Linked DNA regions of Sus scrofa: regions 1 and 3 are each linked to region 2. Evidence: chromatin contacts called from public HiChIP or PLAC-seq data. All regions are on one chromosome and are shown on one strand. The core of a region is the stretch at or near the end of the contact, and the rest is flanking DNA. Distances in the headings are between cores, read along the strand shown. Region 1 holds the start of NUDT13 (nucleoside diphosphate-linked moiety X motif 13). Region 2 holds the start of DDIT4 (DNA-damage-inducible transcript 4). Region 3 holds the start of DNAJC9 (dnaJ homolog subfamily C member 9).

Region 1 (3,341 bases), core at 391-2,890, 800 kb before region 2:
ACCAAACCCTTTCTGTGTGCTAGGCATGTGCTAAATGCTTTACGCACATTATTTAATTCTCATAACAATCCTAAGAGTTACCTAACGTCATTCGCATTTTGCAAAAGAGGAAGCTGAGATACAGAGAAGTTAATGCCCAGAGTTTTACGAGACTGAGCTGGGAAGTGAACCCAGAAAATTTCCAGAGCGTGCAGTGCACTATCTAGTGATAAAGTATAAAGATAAGCGATAGAGCGAGGTACATATGAGTGTAGGTGAAGGAAGGAGGTTCGTAAAGTAAAAAGCCTCAGGACCAAGACAGCTGAGATACCAAGACATGAGGTACGGTGTTATTTTCCACCCGATTCTTCTTTTCTGCCTTATTTTCTACTCCCATGTTCTTATTCTTATATTTAATATAGTTCCCTGCTGGGAGTTCCGACGTCCCAGCCTGAGGCTGATGGCGTAACCCAGGCGCTAAACAACCTGTTGAAAGGAGTGGGGCAAATCCGGAGTAACCACGGTAACAAGGGCGTGGCGAGGACCCTGCGCAGGCGCGCTACACCACACGCCCGCCCGCCGGCCCCTCCCCTCGGCTCCGGACTTCACCAGCTGGTGGGGAGTCTGGGGCGTGGGACGTGGGCAAAGGGTGGGGGCGAGGGCCTGGGCTGGGCGCCTGCGCAAACGCCTGGGCGCTGGTGTGATCGAGCTCACGTAGCGAGGGTTGCAGTTGCCTCCTCCCTAGCGCTGCCGTCGCGGCCTAGAGGTTATAAAAGGGCTAACTGGCTCCCTCTGCTGCCCAGTCAAGCCACCAGCGGGCTTAGAGAAGGGAGCCGGCTTGACTGAAGGCGGTCGAGGACTGGAGAACGCGCAGCCCTCCCCTGCCACTTCTCAGGTGAGACGCTTCTCCGACCTTGGAGAATGAGGATGAAGTCCTTGGGTAGTCGTTGGCTACTGAGGCTGAAGTTCTTGGGCAGCCGCGGCCCTTCTCGGATGGCTCTGGGGGGTCTGGTCCCTGCCCTCTCTGGTGGGATGGCTCGGGGGCAGGGGTTCCCTGGTTTACTACCGCAGTACCTTCTCCTCTGTACCTTCCCCAGGTCCAGCGCCCCGCGCCTCCTGGTTGTCCCAGAGGCCCTTCCGCCCTCCTCGGTGCTCCCCTTCCCACCTCCTCCCAGATTGGCGTCCCCGACTGTTGGGGCTGCGGCAGCCTCTGTCTCCGCCCCGGGAACCAGTACTTTCTTGAATATTCCTTCCCGAGGAGGGGTAACCCTGTTGATTTTCCCGAGCTCCACTCTTACCTGGTCCTCGCTTGCAAAGCTGACGGGTACGCGACGGTTTTCGGCCTCCAAATCAGCAGATGGTTAGCATGTGGCAGTGGAGAACTGATTTTAAAGCTTAGAGCTCACGCCGAAGCACTCGGGCGTTTTTACCCCGCGGAAGAGTTGTCGGGTCTAGGAAGCGGACATACCCGGGGAAGTTCAGGCTCATCTGTTGCGCGCAGCGGTGCAGCCCGAGCAGTTAGACGTAGCCCCGGGCGGCGAGTTTCGGGCGGCTGGGTAGGGAAGTCGGCTGTCAGATTCTCAGTCAACCGGGAAGCTAGTCTTCTTCCTTCCTTCTGCCACATAAAAATTTTAAAGGTACATGAGCTTCTCTCCCTCCCCACCCCCCTCTGCTCTTTCACAGCAGAATCTGATGCTTTTAAAAGTCCATCAGGAAATCGAATTCTGTGTTTGTGCGAGAACTTTGAGTTAAGCGAATGGCCCCCAGATGTATGTTTTAAGGGGGAGGAAGAGTGGTATCATAAGTATGAGACTATTTCTCCTCAGTCATCGAATGTATTAAATACAGTTCAGTTTTTAGACACTAACGTCTTTGGCGTTCCGACAGAGTGGAGAAGATTCTTGGAATTTTGCACTGTTTGCTTTAAGGGACGAAGAACCTAGATTTCCTTTTAGGAATTGATCTAAAAGGCCAACGAGGCTTGCCAGTTTCAACTTAACTGTTTCTTGTTTCTCTAAGAGCTGTGGCTCTTGGACTTTCCCTTGGAATGCACTCTGAAGGGATGAAATAGTCACTTCTGAGTGGGGGAAGGGAAAGACGTGGCAGCAGTGTTCTTTCATCAACTTTAGGCTCTTTTTTTTTTGATACAGGTTTTGGGAAGAAAGTATTTCCCCTTTTAGATTTAGATGTAGCTTATGAATGAGGCTAGTCTTTATCTAAAATAATAAGAAATATACTGTCCTTGTAGCTGGAACATTGGAATCTAATATATAAAACATTTTAAAGGGATTTTTCTCATCAAGTATCTATGAAAAAAATGGATACCTTAGGCAGGAAATATTTTAGCTGAAAGTCAATAACCTTGAGTATGTTTTGCCTTGATTTAAAATTTGAGTAGACATTCAGTGATTTTTGTTTAACTTTGACTTTTAGCCTGTGAATATAATTTCTAAATCTTAACTGTGAACTTCACATTTTACCTTTTCTTTCTGTGAGAAGTGTAGGTTTTGTCACTTACCTTTAAAAGTCATGTCAGTTTTGGTTTTGGAACATTATGCCTTCAGTCCCTTGGTAGCTGATAGCTGATGCCAAATGCTTCTTTGAGATTGAACTTAGTTACTAGGGAAAGGACTGCTTTGTGTCTTTAGGTGAATAATGCTATTTGATGTCTTTAAATGAGTTGTATTTTGAGGTACTGAAAGCCAGGGACTTTGGTAGGCAGATAATGGTGTTGACCATTTTGTATCTTGGAAACATGTAGTGAAAAAAACAGATGAAAGGCATTCCCTTTCAGTGCAGCAGGTTAAGAATCCAGTGTTATCACTGCAGTGGCTAAGGTTGCTGCTGTGGCATGGGTTCAGTCCCTGGCCCGGGAACTTCCACATATCATGGGCGTGGCCAAAAAACAGATTGAAAAAAATATGCAACACTTAATTACTGCAGAAAAATTTAGACAGTGTAAAATTCTACTAAAAAAATAAAGCATTAGGAAGTTCCCGTTGCGGCTCAGCTGTAATGAGCCCAGCTAGTATCCATGAGGATGCAGGTTTGATCCCTGGCCTCACTCAGTGGGTTAAGAATTCGGCATTGCTGTGAGCTATAGTGTAGGATGTGGATAAGGCTCAGATCCCCAGCTGCTGTGGCTGTGGTGTAGGCTGTCAGCTACAGCTCTGATTCAACCCCTAGCCTGGGAACTTCCATATGCCTCAGGTGGTACCGTAAGAGGCAAAAAAAAAAAAAAAAAAAAAAGAGAGAATTCATCTTACCAGGGTAGTCCAGGCTGTTACAAGCGAATCTTGGCTTTTTGGTAAGGAGATGTTGACCTTTTCTAATACTGCAGAGGGGGTTGTGTACTGGCAAGT
Region 2 (3,009 bases), core at 366-2,865:
TAATAAGGTACATGCTACATAACACATCCAGCCAGAAGCCTGGTTGGCCCCTAAGCCTTTGTTTCATGCTACAGTACAGAGGGGCGGGGTGTGCCCCCAACTGGGAGCCACCCATACATGCCCCATTGAGCTTTCTAGGGAAACAGTAGGTTCCCCCCAGCTCAGCCTTCCTCCCCTCAGGTGGCTGTTGTCAGTTTTCTAACGACAGGCAACAGGCCCTCAGCTCCTGCCTGCCAACGTCCACCCCAAAAGTTCAACTGTCTCTGCCATGGGGGCAGTGTCGGCCCCCAGGCCCAAGTTCAACATTCTTCAATGAGCAGCTGCTCGGAGCTGTACAGCTTCTTCTTGATGACTCGGAAGCCAGTGCTCAGCGTCAGGGACTGGCTGAAGCCGGGGACGAAGGGAGAGTTGGCGGAGCTAAACAGCCCCTGGATCTTAGGCCAGAGGCGTGAGTCCAGGCGCAGCACGAGGGTCAGCTGGAAGGTGGGCACAAGGCTGGGGTCGAGGGCCAGCTGGCCCACGCTGTGGCAGCTCTTGCCCTGCTCTACGCAGACGTCCAGCAGCGCCCCCCGCAGGCCGCACGGCTCACTATAGGCCAGGCGCAGCAGTTCTTTGCCCACCTGGCTCACCAGCTGGCCGGGCATCAGCAGGCGCGCGGGGCGCCGCGAGCCCAGCCGCGCCTGGGCCAGGCTCTCCTGCAGCAGCTGCATCAGGCTGGCACACAGGTGCTCATCCTCAGGGTCGCTGAGCAGCTCGAAGTCAGGCAGGGACACCCCATCCAGGTATGCAGAGTCTGGAAGGGAAAGCACATAGGGAAGGAAGGTAAGAGCAGTTCCAAAAGGAGGAGGTGCTGTTTCGCTAAGAAAGCAGCACTCCTCTTGCCCCTCCGTGCCTCAGTTTCTGCCGCACACTCATCATACCCTATGCTTCAACCCCCTCCTCTGGCCTGTCCCCGCTCTGCGATCTGGATTCTGGTGGCCTACGAAGCCAAGGTGGCTTTGACTCTTTTCAGCGAGGTCCTTTCTCACCTTCCCCGCCCCTCGAGTCGCGTCCGGCCCTCGCCCGCGGCGGCTTACCTTCCTCCGGCCCAAAGCCACTGTTGCTGCTGTCCAAGGACTCGCAGTCCGAGCTCTCCAGGCTCGCGCAGCGACCGAGCCCTTCTTCCCGGGCCGCTGACCCCCAGGCTGAACGCGGAGGCTGATTTGGGGTGGGAGTTCGGGACAAGGACGAAGACGAAGAGGAGGAGGACGACGAGAAGCGATCCCAAAGGTTAGGCATGGTGAGGACGGACGCCAGGACGTTTGCAGATGAGCTCACCGGTGCTGGAGCGCAGAAGACGCTGTAAGACAAGAGCGACACGGGCCCGGCGTCAGTCTGAGGGGTGGACCAGACTCAGAGCGCTACGACCCCCGCGGCTGAGGCCTCCCTGCTCATCGATCCGCGCACACACAGAAGGGACACTCACCAGCTAGAGCAGTTAGCGAGAACTGCTCTGACGAGTGCGTACAGCCGCTTGACCGCTTGAATGGGTGCGCGAACTGGTGCCAACCCCCGAGCTCTGCCCAGACCTGTCCCTTCTCCTCAGCCTCACCTCCCCCTCGGCCTGCCTCGGTCCCTAGCACCAGCGCCGAGGGACCTATAAGGACTAGCGCGGGGAGGCCACACCCCTTCCGCGCCACGGCCCAATCCAGACCCGGGAGTGTGGCCCATCTCGGCCAATGGACTCCGGGCGCACGTTCGCAACGTTCTCTCCTGCCCGGTGACAGCCGCCTGGCCCCGCCTCCGTTGAGCCCCAGAAAGCTCTCGGCGGAACCCCCGAGCCACGGCCACGCCCCCTTTCTGGAAGGGATCCGCGGCGGCGGCGGCGGCGGCGGCGGCGGCGGCTGCAGCTGCCAAGGTCCCCGAGGGCGCTCGCGGCAGGGGAGGATCAAGGAAAGACTTGTTTATTATAGGGTCGTATTGCTGGGGGAGGGGTTAGGCCGCGGCCGCGCGGGGGAAGAGGCAGGGGAACTTGAGAGGGCAACAGGCAAGGAAAACGGTTGCCCTCAGCTTGTGGGAGCCTGCGAGCTATGGGTACAACTAGGAGCAGGGCTGGATGCCCGGGGGAGCAGACGTTAACCCAGCCCACTCTCGCGCAAGTACCCCACACTAACCTTCCTTACCAGGGGTCAGGATATGGGGGTGGGGCCCCAAAACAGCAGCTCAGAGCACTCTGCTCCCTTTCTGGGCGGCCGCACTTGCCTACTTGCCCGTTACTCTACAGACCCAGAGGATGGATTAATGAGGGGGGGCGGTGTCCATGCCCCCGATGTGAGCCTAGTTTCCTAACCGCGTCAGCGCCCACCCTCCAGCTGCCTTCAAAGACAGGGTTTGGGGAATGTGGTTGAAGGAATATTGATAGGCCCCAGTTCCTGGCGCTTGGTCCGGGAGCTGCGAACTGGGACCTACATCAGACGGACACACTGACCCACCCGCCGGCCCTACCGACCGACTGCGGTGCAGCAGTGCCTCCCCAGCCAGCTGCAGCTTAGAGGCCTCAGGCATCCGCCGGGTCCTAGCGCCCCTCTCTACCAAACGCTTTGTGTAAAAGACCTGGAGAGTTGCGTCAGGACCGAGGAGCTAGGTCTCCAGAAAAGCCCCGGAGTGCAATCGCCATCCCCTATTTCGTCATGCACACTGGGCCCCAAGAAATCAGGCCCGACGGCGGTGCTCAAAGAGTGACAGAGGTTGCTGACGGTGGGAAGAGGTTCGGACGGATTCGACCTTTATTTATTTAAAGGTTCATCAATCTGGGACACAGGATTCTGATGGAAGAGAGAACCCAGCTTACATCAGATGCTCCCTCCCGTCCCGGGGCGGGCCAGAGCCTAACCAGATCAGACTGGCAGGCCTCGCCTAGGGGCAGACTTGCGCGTGACCGAAGACACTTACAGGAGTAGTCGGGCCACTGCCACTCCCCCCCCCCATTAAAATTAAAAAAAAAAAAAAAAAAAGGCTGACCGGTGGGCC
Region 3 (3,223 bases), core at 75-2,574, 950 kb before region 2:
GCAAATGTGATTCTGGAAAGTATTGATCAGTTAGGGGAACTGATGTGAAATGGGTATTACTTTGAGCTACTGAGTTTCTGCCAACTCGACTACTGTTGTCTGTCTTTTTTAAAAGATTCGTATATATACAACTTCCTGTGTGGGCTCATCCTCTCCCTGATTTCCAAAGTTTTCTCTAACCCTGGCCTTGCTTTGGATTTCCAGGCCCAGATTTTTCACCATGTTTTAAATGATTGCATCAGCCTATCTTGCTACTACCTCAAATCCAACATGCTTTAGAAAACCTTTGCTTCTGAAGTTGACCTTTTTTTTTTTTTTCTTTTTTTTTTTTTTTGCGGGGATGGGAGGGGGACGTGCCTGCAGCATATGGAATTACCAAGCCAGAGAAAGAACCCGGACCAGAGCAGTGACATGAGCTGCTGCAGTGACAAGGCTGGATCCTTAACCTGCTGCACCACAAGAGAACTCCCCCAAAGCTTGTGTTTTTATTAAGATGATTGTTGGATTATATTATCTCCACCAAAGTGGAGGAGCTGTTAAGGTGAATAGGAATGATTCTGTAATAAATGTCAAATCTAGACTCTCAGATTAAAAAAGTTTTTAAAAGATTGGTATTTTGTGTTTTTTGTTTAATGTAGGCTTATTTATTGCAGGACTCAAGGGAAAGTCCCTTCCCAGCAGTTCCGCCACCTGTAGGATGCAAAATTATTTGGGCCTTAGAGCTCTATATACTCTTGTCAAATCATCATTGGAAAAGAGCAAATCTATTTAATCTTTAGGTTAAACCATGTGAAATTGCCAAACGCCAATGTTAGGCTTTTTTTTTTTTTTTAAACTGAAAAAAAGCAAAAAAACAGCATTGCAGGAGTTGCCCGCTGTGGCGCAACGGGATCAGCAGCATCTCTGGAGTTCTGGGACGCAGGTTCAATACCTGTCCCCTGCACGTGTTGCACATGTTGCCGCAGCTGTGGAGGTGGTCACAACTGGGGCTGGGATCTGATCCCTGGCTCGGAAACTCCATTTGCCGCGGGGCGGTCGAAAAAACCCCACCAAAACAACAATGCATAGATTCAGCTTAATATGATGAACGTTCCTTATACTGCATAAACTGAGCGGGGATTTTGAGAATATAGCTGCCAAGTTTCGAAAATAAGGGGAGTCGGGCCGCGGAGGAGAGGGCGGGGTAGAAGGAGATCCCCTAGGTCAGAGAGATCTGGGACGCCGTAGCCACACCCTGTCTCTACCTCGGCTGACGCCAGCTTTAACCACGCCCCATTTTGCAGCCGTCGTAAAGTGTGGCGTCGAGACCCCGCCCCTTCCTGCGCCTCTTATGACGCAGGCGCCCTGGGCGTTTTGCGCGGGAAAAGGAAGCGGTGTAGTGTTCTGCTCTGTTGTAGGGACCTGCTGTTTTCAGTGAGGCTGCCGCCCGCTCTGCACCACTACCAGCCATGGGACTTCTGGAGCTGTGCGAGGAAGTATTCGGAACCACCGACCTATACCGAGTGTTGGGCGTGCGACGCGAGGCCTCAGACGGCGAGGTCCGACGTGGTTACCACAAAGTGTCCCTGCAGGTGCACCCGGACCGGGTGGGCGAGGGCGACAAGCAGGACGCCACTCGCCGCTTCCAGGTACGCTAGACCCCGCTCCACCCGCCGCCCGGGCTTCTTTCCGTCTCCTGGCCGCTTAGCGCCGCCCGGGTGAAGTAAGCGGAACCCGGCCTGGCGTTTTCTAATCTTTTTTTTTTCCGCGGTGTTGTTCCAGTGAGGGGGCAGGGGTGACTTCTGGATGCTCTTTCCCGCAGATCCTCGGGAAGGTCTATTCCGTTCTGAGTGACAAAGATCAGAGGGCAGTGTACGATGAGCAGGGAACTGTGGACGAGGATTCTGATGTGCTCAGCCAAGATCGGGACTGGGAGACCTATTGGAGATTACTCTTTAAAAAGGTAAAGAACTCTGGAGATTTCCTTGTGACTGTTACCATCATTCATTCAACGAAGATTTATTGGATGCCTCTAAGGTCTTGCACTTTGTATTGTGTAAAAATGAGGAAATTTTTATTTGGCTTCGATATATTAATAAATACCCACAGGCATTCCTCAGGAGATACCTATCTAACCTATTGATCTTGAGGAAAGACAAATTTAACTATTAGGTTGAACCATGTGTATGTGTGAAACCATACACATACACACACTTAACTGAAATGGATCTTTAATCATCTGTTGATGTAGAATGATTATAGTAAAAGGGGGGCATTTAATTTTTTTTACAAGATGTGCTTTATTTTACATATCTAGATGCAAGTTTTGAGTATTTTCCTGGGTCTCTTCCCAACTTTGAAAACTTCACTTAAATTTTTCTGATCTGTAGCTTAGCAGTTGTAAAGGTCGGGCTGAGAGAACTCTGGAAAATCTTTGGCGTAGAAAATTTGGTTCCTTAAAACAGTTTCAGCTCAAGTAACGTGTATTGGGGAGAAGCATTTCAAGACCTAAATTTAGTTTTTACTAGAGTTCCTTTTATTTAAAATAAAATTCTCAAAGTTAAAGCATATATCTCTCATTTGTTCAGATATCTCTAGAGGACATTCAAGCTTTTGAAAAGACATACAAAGGTTCTGAAGAAGAGCTGGCTGACGTTAAACAGGCCTATCTAGACTTCAAGGGTGACATGGATCAGATTATGGAGTCTGTGCTGTGTGTGCAATACACAGAAGAACCCAGAATAAGGAATATTATACAACAAGCTATTGATGCTGGAGAGGTCCCATCCTATAATGCCTTTGTCAAAGAATCGAAGCAAAAAATGAATGCAAGGAAAAGAAGGGTAAGATTTTGAATGCTCTTTGTTATTTATATCTTGACTGCTTCCGAAAAGAATTTGAGGATATTTACAGTAATAAAAATACATAAAAGAAAAAGAAAATATATCTAAGACCACTGAGGACTTCTCTGGTGGTGGCCTAGCAGTTAAGGACTCTGTGTTGTCACTGCTGTGACTCAGGTCACTGCTGTGGCTTGGGTTCAGTCTCTGGCCCAGGAACTTCCCCATGCTATGGGTGTGGCAAAAAAAAAAAAAAACAAAACAAAAACAGAAAACACTGAAAAAAGGATAAGGGTTAACTTTATACTAGTTTTCATCTAATAAAATGAGCATATCAGCTCATTAAGGGAACCTTTTTTTTAACCTACTATGTTGTGCTCAGGAGGATTTTATGGCATGGATTA

The links. HiChIP or PLAC-seq counts read pairs in DNA pulled down with a chosen protein or histone mark.
Region 1: a contact with region 2 is called in an H3K27ac HiChIP or PLAC-seq map of alveolar macrophages. The contact joins the promoter of NUDT13 here to the promoter of DDIT4 in region 2. A contact is called at or near these places in 2 of 2 datasets of contacts at active chromatin or transcription factors (alveolar macrophages and skeletal muscle).
Region 3: an H3K27ac HiChIP or PLAC-seq map of skeletal muscle shows a contact between it and region 2, with 3 times the contacts expected there. The contact joins the promoter of DNAJC9 here to the promoter of DDIT4 in region 2. A contact is called at or near these places in 1 of 5 promoter capture datasets (fetal liver) and 1 of 2 datasets of contacts at active chromatin or transcription factors (skeletal muscle).

The regions. Positions count from the first base shown.
Region 1 is chr14:75,916,355-75,919,695 of Sscrofa11.1, reverse strand. It overlaps NUDT13 (nucleoside diphosphate-linked moiety X motif 13), which reads right to left and starts at 1,640. Exons shown (of 12, transcript XM_021074324.1): 1 at 1,278-1,640. It overlaps P4HA1 (prolyl 4-hydroxylase subunit alpha 1), which reads left to right and starts at 794. Exons shown (of 15, transcript NM_001097435.1): 1 at 794-874.
Region 2 is chr14:75,116,314-75,119,322 of Sscrofa11.1, reverse strand. It overlaps DDIT4 (DNA-damage-inducible transcript 4), which reads right to left and starts at 1,615. Exons shown (of 3, transcript NM_001243452.1): 1 at 1,466-1,615; 2 at 1,077-1,339; 3 at 1-793. The coding sequence starts at 1,278. The coding sequence ends at 300.
Region 3 is chr14:76,068,402-76,071,624 of Sscrofa11.1, reverse strand. DNAJC9 (dnaJ homolog subfamily C member 9) reads left to right here and starts at 1,324. Exons shown (of 5, transcript XM_003483498.4): 1 at 1,324-1,628; 2 at 1,802-1,942; 3 at 2,568-2,822. The coding sequence starts at 1,449. MRPS16 (28S ribosomal protein S16, mitochondrial) reads left to right here. Exons shown (of 4, transcript XR_001301010.1): 4 at 348-608.